Regions from separate parts of the Rattus norvegicus genome. Here region 2 is linked to region 1. The links are chromatin contacts, called in public Hi-C maps. All regions are on one chromosome and are shown on one strand. The core of a region is the stretch at or near the end of the contact, and the rest is flanking DNA. Distances in the headings are between cores, read along the strand shown.

Region 1 (6,680 bases), core at 2,712-5,211:
TTTTTTATTTGTGGTAATATGGTAGAGATGGGATCTTCGTTTAGTTTATTAGTATATTTATTAATTTTCTAAAATTATGTGTCTGTGTGTAATGTGTGTATACGCATATGGTAAGTGTGGGTACCTGCAGGGCCAGAAGAGGGTGTCAGATCCTCTGGAGTTGGAGTTACAGGCAGCTTTGAGCCACCCAGTGTGGATGCTAAAGACAAAAGCAATGTCCTCTGCGAGGGCAGCGCGTGTTCCTAACTACTAAGTCACCCCTCCAGCCTGTTTTGTTTGCCCGTTTCTTTCTTTGTCAGTCAGTTACTTTTGGCAGAACCTTGATATGCATCTCTGGCTGGCTTGAAACTCACTATGCAGTCCAGACCTGGAACTTTCAGATATCCTCCCGCCTCTGCCACCTGATAACAGTCGTGTACCACCGTGCCTTGACCACTACATTTTCACCATAATTACAGACCCTGACTCTGCTAAGTGCCTTCTGTGCGGTCTGTTACTCAAAGGGCTTCCAGTTAGTGACTGTGACAACTTCCGCCACACACTATCTTTCCTGGGTTACCAAGCAGCACTGCAAAGTGGCACAGGTAAGATTCCTGAGCCTCACATTCTACTTCTAGGAACTTTCCCACAAAAACAAAAGCAAAACCTTTCCCACCTTCCTGGTCAGTTTGGTGGCTCTTGCTGTGAGAAACAGCTGTGAAGATTCTCCCTTGACTTGAAAGCTGTTCCCCTAGGGCTGGAGAGATGGCTCAGTGGTTAAGAGCACTGACTGCTCTTCCAGAGGTCCTGAGTTCAATTCCCAGCAACCACATGGTGGCTCACAACCATCTGTAATGGGATCTGATGCCCTCTTCTGGTGTGTCTGAAGACAGCGACAGTGTACTCATGTAAAAAAAAAAAAAGCTGTCCCCAGGTCCTGTTCAATAGGATGGCTCTCTCGGCTGTTAGAATGAGCTCTGTGAATGTGTAGGGGAGCATATCTGTTCTTTTTTTTTTTTTTTTTTTTTGTCTCTTTCTTTCTTTCTTTTTTTTCTTCTAAGACAGGCCTCATGTAGCCAAGGACAATCTTGAACTGGTCCTGCTGCATCTACCTCCCGAGTTCAGGGATTACAGGTGGGCTCCACCACACCTTGTCGGCATAAATTTTTGCAACCTACTTTTAATAAGGGTTCGTCCTCTCCTCTAGCCCACCACCCAGCAGAGGTAAAGAAGACAAAAGGGAGGAAGTGGACCTGTTCAGCAATTGTTCTTTGATCTTCTTGGGCAGCAGTTCAGTCCCATAGCAAACACCAAATGATTCAGTAGCTATGGTCCAGTCCTCTAGGCAGGCAGACACCAGGCAGCTGCAGGAACCTCACAAGCAGCCCTTGATCGAGTTTCTCTCAGTGGCCACATTATCACAAGTTCAGCTCCGTAAGGCGAACCAATACATGCGAGTTGTTAGGGAAGAGTAGGAGGCGGAGCAAACCAACCAAGCTCAGTGCTCATCCCCTGTCTGTGGGGTCACGTCTACACTCCTTCACCATGGGCCCTTCCACGTGTCTGCTGCATCCAAGCATCCTCTCACCTGTGTCTGCTGCAGGAAAGCAATCTTTCACTTGATTGCTTCGGCAAGACGTCCTTTCACCTGTGTGCCCCAGTAAAAGATCATTTGATAACTAACTTTCCAAAGAAACCAGAAGTTTCCACTTCAACACCCGGTTTATACAGTGGTAAGAAGTAAGCCCAGGGCTCCACACATACCAGGCAGGCAGTGTTCAACTGGGCTACATCCTCAGCCCCACACAAGAGTGTCTGTTCACATTTGGCTGCCTTTCATAGCATTTGTGTCTGCAGTTGCCCGTGACTGAGGCAAATGATCCCTGCTTTCCCTTTATGGCAATTGCCTTTCAAAATTAATTTATTTAGGAATAAAAAATGGAATTGATTCAAGTATTAAGAAAACCAGGATAATAACAGAGCAGACAGTGTATAAGTGTGACGCAGAGCAAACAGTGGAGGAGAAAGGCAAAGGAAGAAAGCCCTAAGTGCAACACACATACACATAAACACACACACAACACACTACACACACATGCTACATACACCACACACACAACACACATACACACCATACATACCACACACCACATGCACATACATACACACATCACACACATACCACACACACCACACATACATATACACCATATACCCCACACCTGTATCATACACACATCATACACACACCACACACCCATATACATACACACACAACACATACACATAACACATACACATCATATGTACATGCCACACACTCATGCACATACCACATACATATTACACACACACATACCACACACATCACGTACACCACACATACCATACACATCACATATACCACACACATACCACACACACAGACAACATATACATACACACCATACACACACACACACACACACACACACAGGCACACACACACAGGCACACATACGCAAACACAACACCCCCAAGAAGTCTCGAGGCCTAGCCTCCGCCCAGCTGTAGACTCACTGAGCTCAGTTTCCCTCTCGAGAGAGTTCAGATTAGATCATCTCTAACGTTTGGTGGCATCTAGTCGTTTTCCAGGCTTGGAGTTCACCAGATTTTAATTCAAGCTGCGATTCAGTTAGAGCTGCTACAGCTGCCCTTTCTGAGACTAACAGCCCCCACCCCATAGCTCTCCCTCCTTGATGAGCTGACACATCCCTCCCAGACGCCAGCAGGAGTCAGTGAGAATGAGCTCTCTCAGGTCCTTAATTTGCACTTCCTGCCTTGAAATCAAACAGGACCAGGTTGGTCCAGGACATTTACCAGGAGAAAAACATGTTCCTTGACATTTCCTTGTTCGCAGATATTCTACTGGAGGCCCTGGGAGTTCCTCTCTCATCAGAGGACTCTGTTTGCTCATCCAGAGACAACCACACACAAAGCTCACCACAGGTGGGGGTGGGGGGCGTGAAGGGGGGACTTTATTGCCAAACATAAGCAGCTCTGTAAATGGAGTCCAAACCCGTGTGGGGAAATAACCTGAGGGCTGGAAAGATGGTTCAGTGCATAAAGTGCTTGCCCTGCAGACACACTGGTCTGAGTACAGTCCCCAGAACCCATGTTAAAAAAAAAAAAAAATCGAAGCTTGGTGGCATGTGAGACATGCAGACTCTGGGTTCACTGGCCAGCTAGCTTTGCCCACTTGTCAAGTTCCGGGCCAGTAAGAGAGCCTGTCTCAATACACAAACATAATAAGGTAGACAGTTCTGAGGAGCAACCCTGGAGGTTGTCCTCTGCCCTGCACATAATACATGTAAGCATACATACACACACTGCCACACTTGCACACACACTCGCACACACCACCTGACCAGATGAGGGAAATGACTGTTCATTGTCACCTTTAAAGTCACCTGCGCAGTGGGAGGCTCCTAGGACCCAGCAGGAGCTGCAAGCAAGGCACCCATCTCAGAGTTTAGCTCTCTAACCCCTGCATCAGTCCTAAGAAGCCACAATCAACAGCACTCATTTCATACATCTTACTCCTCCCCCCACATTGACCACAGCTGCTTGACCAGTGGGTCACATCTCCATGTGGAGGCACACAGCAGACTGTGATAGTTGTGAAAAAAAGAAAAGGGAAGAAAACCAGTGGTAAAGACTTCTAGATATACAACAACCAAAAATTAACTTGAAACCAAACATGTCAGGCAAAACACCTACAGACATAAAATGAAAATGAAGGTTAGAACTCACACAACGCATTCATGACATCTGTGGCAGTGCCTGTCTGTGTTTGCTGTTCTATTCCGTGAGGTCGCTGCAGCCTTGGGGCTGAACACAGGACCCAGGCCCTCCGCAGCTCACCTGCCGTCAGCCGCTGGATACGGAGGGACGCTGCCTGCCTGACCTCAGCCCAGATTCAAGGCTGAGCTACGTTCCAAGTCTGCTGAAGGCTTACTGCCCATGCCAAGTTTCCAGTTCCTGTAGAAGCATGGTGATCTAATCAGGAAAACAAAGACCGAGTTTTCTATCGTCATCCCTCAGCATGTATCAAATTAGTGTATGTTTGGAATGTACTGTAGTAGAATGTTTGGTTTTAAAATCGCTGCTTGGGTTGTGACTTGAGCTTCATTAAAAAAAAATTATTAAGTGAACGCTGGCTTGGGATTAAACGGGATTCCTGATGATTTCTGAAATGGCTCTAAACACAATTTCTGTCATTTGTGCCATGTATCCTTGTGAGTCGACCTTCTCAGCACGGATGACAGAAAACCAAAAAAGCTGCCAGCTCTGAAGAACACTGAAGATGCCATGTCCTGCAGCATCAAATGTGTAGCCCAACATGAACTATGTATGTAAAAGCGAACAAGCTTACCCCTCTCCTTAGTATGCACATTTGATTTAGTCTGTAATCAACAACAAGAGTATACGGATACCAAAGAATTGCTTCAAAATAACTTTCTTGGACTGGTGAGATGGCTCAACAATGAAAAGGCTTGATGTCAAACCTGCAAACCTGAGTTCAATCCCCAGGACACACACACACATACACACACTCACACATGCACACACACGCACACATGCACACACACACACATACACACTCACACTCACACATACACACACATGCACACACATGCACACACACATACATACATACACATACACACACTCACACACATACCTACACATACATGCACACACATGCACACACATGTACACACATACACACTCACAAACACATACACACACATACATACACACATATACACACATACAGACATACACACACATACACATATACACACATACATGCACACACATGTACACACATACACACATATACACACACATACACACATACACACGTACACACACACTAACACACTCACACACACATACATACACACATATACACATACACACACAAACACACACGCATAAATACAACACACACATACATACACACATACATGCACACACTAAATCATTTTTAATGTAAAAAATTAGGTTTCTGTACATTTTATCATTGTGACTGTCTGCTCATATGCCTGTTTTATACACCTACGTACTCCTGATTACATAAAAACATCCACAGGCATAAAGGGTCACAAGCGGAAAATCACCCTGGTTTGTATGAAGAAGTCAGAACTCAGAAGGGCTGTTAGCGGTCCTAACCTCCACTGCAAGGTTGACAAGGGCCTCATTCCCTATTTTGTAAGAAAGAAGGCTGAGATAAGCTCAGGGAGGTAAGCTCACACTGCTAGGTAGAAATGGAGGTGGGATTTGAACCCAGGACTTGTTCCAGTTCATCCTCTCATGAAGCCTCAGGCAAACAGGAGAGCTCAAAAAGAGAAGGAGGGACCCGGAGCTTCAGCCTCCTAAGTAGCTGGGCTATAGGTAGGGACTACTGAGGCTGGTCACTTCTTCATTGTTATAAAGACAAACCTGTGCCCTTTATGTTTCATTTTCTGTGTTTTCCCTCCCTCCCTCCCTCCCTCCCTTCCTTTCCCCCCAAAGCTGTGGATTGAACTCAGACCTTTATGACTGCTAAGCAGGCACTCTGCCACTGAGTCACAGCCTCAGACACTGTGTCACTCACCTGAATCACTTCTGTGGCTGATCCTCTGTTCTCACTTCGGGAGCACAGACACAGCCCTGACCCAACTAAGCCCTCCCCCACCTCCTAGCTTCCAGCCAAGCTCATTTCCCTCTCCAAAAAAATAAGCCAGGAATAAAAATATTTGGATGACTGCAGGAACTGGGGTATGCAAGAAAGGGTAGGTCCTCCTAGGGAGGCCTTTACACAGATGTACCGCCAAGTTAGTGGAGCACTGTGAAATGGCAACCTTCCCTCACTGCTGGTGCAACTCCCTAGACAGAGAAGAGAGGAAGCCGGCTCTGTGAAGCTTCTGCTAGGCAGCCAGGCACAGGAGCCCCTCAGGCACTCGCGGCTTTCTCGCTCTCGCCCTTTCTTTTGAGCCCGATGTCTTTTTTTATCCCACACCAAGGGGCTTTGTGTGTGTGTGCGCTTCTCTTCATTAATTTGATCACAGAGGGCAGATCTAAGACACGATTCAAATAAATGAAAGGTTCTCCAGGAGCTACCCAAGTAGAAGCAGTCTCCTCTAAGCGCTCGTCTGCACCTCTGAATTCATTAGCTAGGGGTACGCCGCATCGCCAAAGAAGCACATACGTGGTGCTCCCAACCTGGAGAACCCTCTGCACGCGACACCAGGTCACTGCCGCCGCAGTCAACCAGACAAGTGTTGCATCTACTAACGCTTTATCATGAATCTTGCCGCCTGCCTGACAGCCTCTGCCCCTCAGATTAGATTTCAGGAGCTAGACTGCCGTTTTCCTCTACCTGGGAAGACAGTTATATGCGCAGGGCAGACTAGCCATATTATAGGTAGCTTAACCAGAAAGGCGGCTGCAACAGAACAGCTCCCTGGCTGCCTGCATCAAAGGAGCAACGGACCTCAGCTTGGATGGTGTAGTTATTGGGTTTTTTTTTTTTTTTTTTTTTTTTTTTTTTATGTGTAGATGTAGGTCAAAGGCTGTAATGATTAATATTCTGTTGCTGTGATAAAATGCCATGACCAAGGCAATTTATAAAAGGAAGAATTTTATGCCTGAGTTCCGGGACAGCCAGGGCTACA
Region 2 (7,017 bases), core at 3,748-6,247, 57 kb after region 1:
ACCCAGGTGCTCAAAGATATTTGTCAAGCTAATTAATAATTAATTAATTAATTCAGCACCATAATGGCATCAACTCTTTTGACTCAGACATTTTGATCCTCTTTCCTTTTCTTTCTCTCACTCACAAGCTGACAGCCCTGGCTCTCACAGCCCCTCTACTCTCTGGAGGCCACAAGGGATGTTTCCTGTTACGACCATGACTGTGGTACTGCTCTAATGAACTCTGTGGTTAAATAACAAGTCGCTGGTTGTAAATTGTTACTGTCATCGATCAGCCATTCTCTTCACTGGATGAGTGCTGTCAGCAAGCACTCCAGGCAGAGCAGGCAACCCCAGCTCACCTCTGTGATCACTGTGGAGACAGAGATGGCTGGGGATAGCCTTTGAGTGTCACTGGCCCTGGGTTACAACCTGCATGGGGACTCTTCCACACAGGCTGGCTCTCAGGTCTGCTCAAGTCAGAACTGACAGCTATGAGGCACAGTTCTGCCTGCTCTTCCTGTAAAGGCTGCTGTGGTCAGTCTCCATGGGCTTCCACAAGGCCAGGACTCCCGAGGCCCAGGGACAGGTCTAGGAAGCTATCAGACTTTCCAGGAGTCACTGAGATAATTGCTGGTAGGGGCTGAGACTAAAGCCCTGGCAAGACCTCACTGGCTCTGCTACGCTTTTGAGTAGCTTCCTGTGAGTGTTTTAGACTGGCTCTCTGATGAAGGCCAAGTGAACTGGCTATCACTGGATCTTAGGGATTAGCTGAAGTTCTGCTTGGAGCCTGTGAAGGTGTGTTGGAAGTTCCAGTGGGGAAGGCTAGAGGGACAGCCTTAGATTCTAGGCAGAAAGTCAGAACCTGGGGCTCAGAGCAGCCTGTATCTCTGTCTCCCACCTACACACTCCACAGTCAGTCTTTCTGCCTCTATCTCCATCTCTATCTCCATCTCTATCTCCCCCCCCTCTCTCTCTCTCTCTCCCTCTCTCCCTCTCTCCCTCCCTCTCTCTCCCTCTCTCCTCCTGTCCTCCTCTCCTTCTCCCCCCACCTCTCTCTAAGCTTCAGCTTCTCATCTGTCTCCGTTGCTTGCTCTCACAAATGTTCACATCTGGGGTGCAGCTCACTGGCTGCATGCCCACCTGTTATCACCTATACCGTGAGCAACGCCTTTTTTTTTTTTTTTTTAGTATAGTAAATATTTTTTATTAAGAATATGAAGCCAAATGTAAAAGTAGGGCCATGCCCTTGAGTCATGCTATTTGCCGTTATGAAAATGTTAACAATGATGTGAATCAGCTATTCATGATACATTATCTATAAAAAGTTGAAATATGTATATTAATACATTATTAATAAATTATCCAGAGCACATTCTTCTCTGTCCCCAGGTTCTGGTTTTTTTTGTTTTGTTTTGTTTTTTTTTTACTGCAAGAATAGCACTTACATGCTGCTCACCAGACTTTGTAAAATCCTTAACTTTAATATTGAAAACAAATGTAGTTTCAATAAAATTTAATATTCAAATATAGCTGTGGCCTTCCTAGCATTTGGAACTCAGAAAATTATATGGGAGAAGATATAGCAGCTTATTTTTATTGTGACAGCACAGACTCCTATTGAAAAATGAAGTAATACTCATTTCCTGAAAAGCCCATTGCAAATCTACTTAATAAATACTTTCCAAGGGCCCTGGTTCATGCTTCTCACTTTGGAGGTAGTTCATGTCAGGGCCCAAGAATTGCTCCCCACGGAGGTCTTTAAATAGTAACATTAAAGAGCTTGTCTTCAGAGTTGTCATTGGAAAAGGTATTTTACCTGTGCTGGGCTGCACGCAAAGACTTGATTGACAGGCCCTTTGTAATTAAGTTTTAGTTCTCTTCAAATAGATATTCTTCAGTGATGGGACAATAGCTTTATATGCATTTGTATAGAGAAATTTAACTTGTACATTCTTTTTTTTTATTTTTTTATTTTTTTATTTTTTTTATTATCTTGAGTATTTCTTATATACATTTCAAGTGTTATTCCCTTTCCCGGTTTCCGGACAGACATCACCCTCCCCCCTCCCCTTCCTTGTGGGTGTTCCCCTCCCAAACCTCCCCCCATTGCCACCCTTCCCGCATAGTCTAGTTCACTGGGGGTTCAGTCTTAGCAGGACCCAGGGCTTCCCCTTCCACTGGTGCTCTTACTAGGATATTCATTGCTACCTATGGGGACAGAGTCCAGGGTCAGTCCATGTATAGTCTTTAGGTAGTGGCTTAGTCCCTGGAAGCTCTGGTTGCTTGACATTGTTGTACTTTTGGGGTCTCGAGCACCTTCAAGCTCTTCCAGTTCTTTCTCTGATTCCTTCAACGGGGGACCTATTCTCAGTTCAGTGGTTTGCTGCTGGCATTCGCCTCTGTATTTGCTGTATTCTGGCTGTGTCTCTCAGGAGCGATCTACATCCGGCTCCTGTCGGTCTGTACTTCTTTGCTTCATCCATCTTGTCTAATTGGGTGGCTGTATATGTATGGGCCACCTGTGGGGCAGGCTCTGAATGGGTGTTCCTTCAGTCTCTGTTTTAATCTTTGCCTCTCCCTTCCCTGCCAAGGGAATTCTTTTTCCTCATTTAAAGAAGGAGTGAAGCATTCACATTTTGATCATCCGTCTTGAGTTTCCTTTGTTCTAGGGATCTAGGGTAATTCAAGCATTTGGGCTAATAGCCACTTATCAATGAGTGCATACCATGTATGTCTTTCTGTGAGTGGGTTAGCTCACTCAGGATGATATTTTCCAGTTCCAACCATTTGCCTACGAATTTCATAAACTCGTTGTTTTTGATAGCTGAGTAATATTCCATTGTGTAGATGTACCACATTTTCTGTATCCATTCCTCTGTTGAAGGGCATCTGGGTTCTTTCCATTTTCTGGCTATTATAAATAAGGCTGCGATGAACATAGTGGAGCACGTGTCTCTTTTATATGTTGAGGCATCTTTTGGGTATATGCCCAAGAGAGGTATGGCTGGATCCTCAGGCAGTTCAATGTCCAATTTTCTGAGGAACCTCCAGACTGATTTCCAGAATGGTTTTACCAGTCTGCAATCCCACCAACAATGGAGGAGTGTTCCTCTTTCTCCACATCCTCGCCAGCATCTGCTGTCACCTGAGTTTTTGATCTTAGCCATTCTCACTGGTGTGAGGTGAAATCTCAGGGTTGTTTTGATTTGCATTTCCCTTATGACTAAAGATGTTGAACATTTCTTTAGGTGTTTCTCAGCCATTCGGCATTCCTCAGCTGTGAATTCTTTGTTCAGCTCTGAACCCCATTTTTTAATAGGGTTATTTGTTTCCCTGCGGTCTAACTTCTTGAGTTCTTTGTATATTTTGGATATAAGGCCTCTATCTGTTATAGGATTGGTAAAGATCTTTTCCCAATCTGTTGGTTGTCGTTTTGTCCTAACCACAGTGTCCTTTGCCTTACAGAAGCTTTGCAGTTTTATGAGATCCCATTTGTCGATTCTTGATCTTAGAGCATAAGCCATTGGTGTTTTGTTCAGGAAATTTTTTCCAGTGCCCATGTGTTCCAGATGCTTCCCTAGTTTTTCTTCTATTAGTTTGAGTGTGTCTGGTTTGATGTGGAGGTCCTCGATCCACTTGGACTTAAGCTTTGTACAGGGTGATAAGCATGGATCGATCTGCATTCTTCTACATGTTGCCCTCCAGTTGAACCAGCACCATTTGCTGAAAATGCTATCTTTTTTCCATTGGATGGTTTTGGCTCCTTTGTCAAAAATCAAGTGACCATAGGTGTGTGGGTTCATTTCTGGGTCTTCAATTCTATTCCATTGGTCTATCTGTCTGTCTCTGTACCAATACCATGCAGTTTTTATCACTATTGCTCTGTAATACTGCTTGAGTTCAGGGATAGTGATTCCCCCTGAAGTCCTCTTATTGTTGAGGATAGCTTTAGCTATCCTGGGTTTTTTGTTATTCCAGATGAATTTGCAAATTGTTCTGTCTAACTCTTTGAAGAATTGGATTGGTATTTTGATGGGGATTGCATTGAATCTGTAGATTGCTTTTGGTAAAATGGCCATTTTTACTATATTAATCCTGCCAATCCATGAGCATGGGAGATCTTTCCATCTTCTGAGGTCTTCTTCAATTTCTTTCCTCAGTGTCTTGAAGTTCTTATTGTACAGATCTTTTACTTGCTTGGTTAAAGTCACACCGAGGTACTTTATATTATTTGGGTCTATTATGAAGGGTGTCGTTTCCCTAATTTCTTTCTCGGCTTGTTTCTCTTTTGTATAGAGGAAGGCAACTGATTTATTTGAGTTAATTTTATACCCAGCCACTTTGCTGAAGTTGTTTATCAGCTTTAGTAGTTCTCTGGTGGAACTTTTGGGATCACTTAAATATACTATCATGTCGTCTGCAAATAGTGATATTTTGACCTCTTCTTTTCCGATCTGTATCCCCTTGATCTCCTTTTGTTGTCTGATGAGCAACGCCTTTAAATAGCACTTCATTGAGAGCTACAGGTCCAAGAAGGCAGCAGAAATACACCTCAGGAAACAGCCTTTCATCCCATCTCCGGCCAGCTGGCTATATAGAGAACAGAACTAAAAATGGGCAGTCATTCCAGAGTTCAGCCCTGCCCCTTTGGTCAGGTGATCAGCTACGTCCATGTGACTCTGTCCCTCACTGTTGGTCTCTGTGCAGCTGTAAGCACGGTTAGTGTTTGCTCACAGCAGTCCTGTATGCCTCCCAGCACCGCCTGGGCTAGGGGTGAACTGAGAACCTAGCAAAGCATTAGTTAGTATGTACACTGAGCCATCCATACAGAAAATGCAGGCTCCACTCTACAACATGTACAATGGGTGTGCCCTTATAATGCAGAAAAAAATAGGTCCCTATTTGTCTTTGCCCGTGTAGAGAACACTGGCCAAATACTGCAAGCTTCTATCCCTCCACAGCTAGGCTGGCTGATAGAGTCCTCCAACAGGAACAGAATGTGCTCCCCCAAACAACTGCAGTCCCAAGAGGAAATAACTATTCCCAGCTCCTTGCCCTGTGCAATGGGCTAGGCTCTTACACACACAACTCATTTAATATGTATGACCTTGCAATGCGATGGGAATCATTTCTGTTTTGCAGACGTGGGCAGAAGGCCTTTAAAGGATCTAAACACTTGATCCAGGCACATGCCTTAAATCTCAGCACTTTCCAGAGAGAAGCAGGAGGATCAGGGGTCCGAGATCATCTTCAGCAACATAGTAAGTTCAAATCCAGCCAGGGCCACCTATCTTCAAAACAATGAAACCACAAAAGGTCTAATCCTGTCACACAGAATACAGGAAGTCACTACATGTCCCTGAAGAGCTGGCATCTAATGTAAACACGCCCAGTTTTCCCATGTTCTTACTGAAAATACCCATTGTGTGAGGGTTGGTGTAAGCACCCATTTGTTGGGCCTGACTGAAGCCTCTGCTGCACAGAGGTTCGTCCCCGGCCTCATTGAATCTTACTGAACGTGGGCCCACTTCAAACAGCTCAGAGTGTGATCAGAAGGAAGAAAGATGCAGGGCTGTGAGAGAAGGTGCCTCTCTTCAGCCTTTGTCTGGCCAGCCCTGGTGCACCTGCTTTTGAAAAAAAAAATGTGGACTAACAAACACCTTACTATATCACAACCCGCTGGTTCCTGGAGCTTCTTTTCCTCAACATGAGAAATTTACAAGAGTGGTGCCTACCATCTAAGAATGGCTGCTCTGAAACACCATTAGATATTCCTTCTTTTCATTTCAAAACTTATTATGAGAGAAAGGGTAGCCCCCTGCCACAGAACCTGCGTGGAAGTCAGAGCACAACTTTCGGGGTCCATTTTCTCTTTTGGCTATATGGAAAATCTGGGTATTGAACTCAGGTACTCGGGCTTGGCCGCAAGCTCCTTTATTTGCTGACTCATCTCACCGTCGACCTCCCCCCCTACCCCACAACACACACATACACACCAAGTAAAATAAAAACCGTTCATTCACATTCAGACAGAACAAACCCCCCAGTTTCCATTCAGGTTCCATTTCTACTCATCCCCCCAGAAGCTTCAGCTGCAAATTGGATCATTGTCGCCTGGCTCACTTCGTGCCTGCCTCCCCACATACCCAGGAAGCTCGAACAAACAAAATTAAACACTGATGTCGTAAGCAGAACCACACGGCACTCATCATCCTGCTGACGGCTTCTTTCCGCTCACGAGCTGCCACGGAGGACACTTTAAAAGTTAAGAATCATGTCTTATTGGATCTCTGTGGCCCCGAGTGCCTTGTACTTTCTGTGTGCTGAATAATTCAAAAGTAAAGAAGAGGAGGAGGGGGAGGTGGAAGGAGGAGAGAGGAAAGGAATAGGGATTGAGGAAAGAAGAAGGGAAAAGAGAAGGGGACAAAGGGAGGGAAGAAAAGAGGAAAGGGGAGGGGCAGAGACCAGTTAATGTCATTGATCTTGAGTCAAAACTTCCTGCGTGGGTCTCACTGTTTGGAATGGAGTGTGTGAGACAAAGGAGACTACTTAGCCTTGTGTTTCCTGTGTAGCCGATGCTAGCTTTGCATGGCTGGGATTCCAGGCTTGAGCCACCAACTTGCTCTCACAAGTCTCTGTTTAAAGTGTGTGAGATAGGCAGGGAGGCTGAACTCCTTCTTCTGCACCATGATCTCCCCAACTCTGAGAGCGCCATTCCAGCCAGCTTCTCTGGAGGTTCTGCTGTGAGGAAACGCTCACTGCTCATAAATCACCAGCCAACTGTAGCCTGTCAGCCTTTGGAGGATTCCCTGCCAGGTCCAACACTCGTCTTCCGTCCTTTGCTTCTTCAACTTCTACCGTGTGTCTGTCAGCCATAGGTGTCCCTGGTTCTCTGTGTCCTCAATGTCCACCTGGAGCACCTCTGATTGCTCACCCTGCCTCTGCCCTCCCTTGGGCTCCTGTCCCTGCCTGCCTGTCTTCATGTTCTCTTCCCCAGGTATGCTGCAGCATAGAGCCAAGGTTGAGGCTGGGCTG

What was found. A called contact is a pair of places that touch in the nucleus more often than the background predicts.
Region 2: a Hi-C map of kidney shows a contact between it and region 1, with 2.4 times the contacts expected there. The contact joins two enhancer-like sites. A contact is called at or near these places in 5 of 12 Hi-C or Micro-C datasets (the A7r5 cell line, frontal cortex, kidney and 2 more).

Annotation. Positions count from the first base shown.
Region 1 is chr10:42,236,085-42,242,764 of GRCr8, forward strand. No RefSeq gene overlaps it. Among named protein-coding and RNA genes, the nearest start is that of Mfap3, 42 kb to the left of the region's middle. Within about 2 kb of position 3,962, at least 5 of the 93 cell types and tissues checked have an H3K27ac peak or open chromatin away from gene starts, as enhancers often do.
Region 2 is chr10:42,291,989-42,299,005 of GRCr8, forward strand. No RefSeq gene overlaps it. Among named protein-coding and RNA genes, the nearest start is that of Galnt10, 27 kb to the right of the region's middle. Within about 2 kb of position 4,998, at least 3 of the 93 cell types and tissues checked have an H3K27ac peak or open chromatin away from gene starts, as enhancers often do.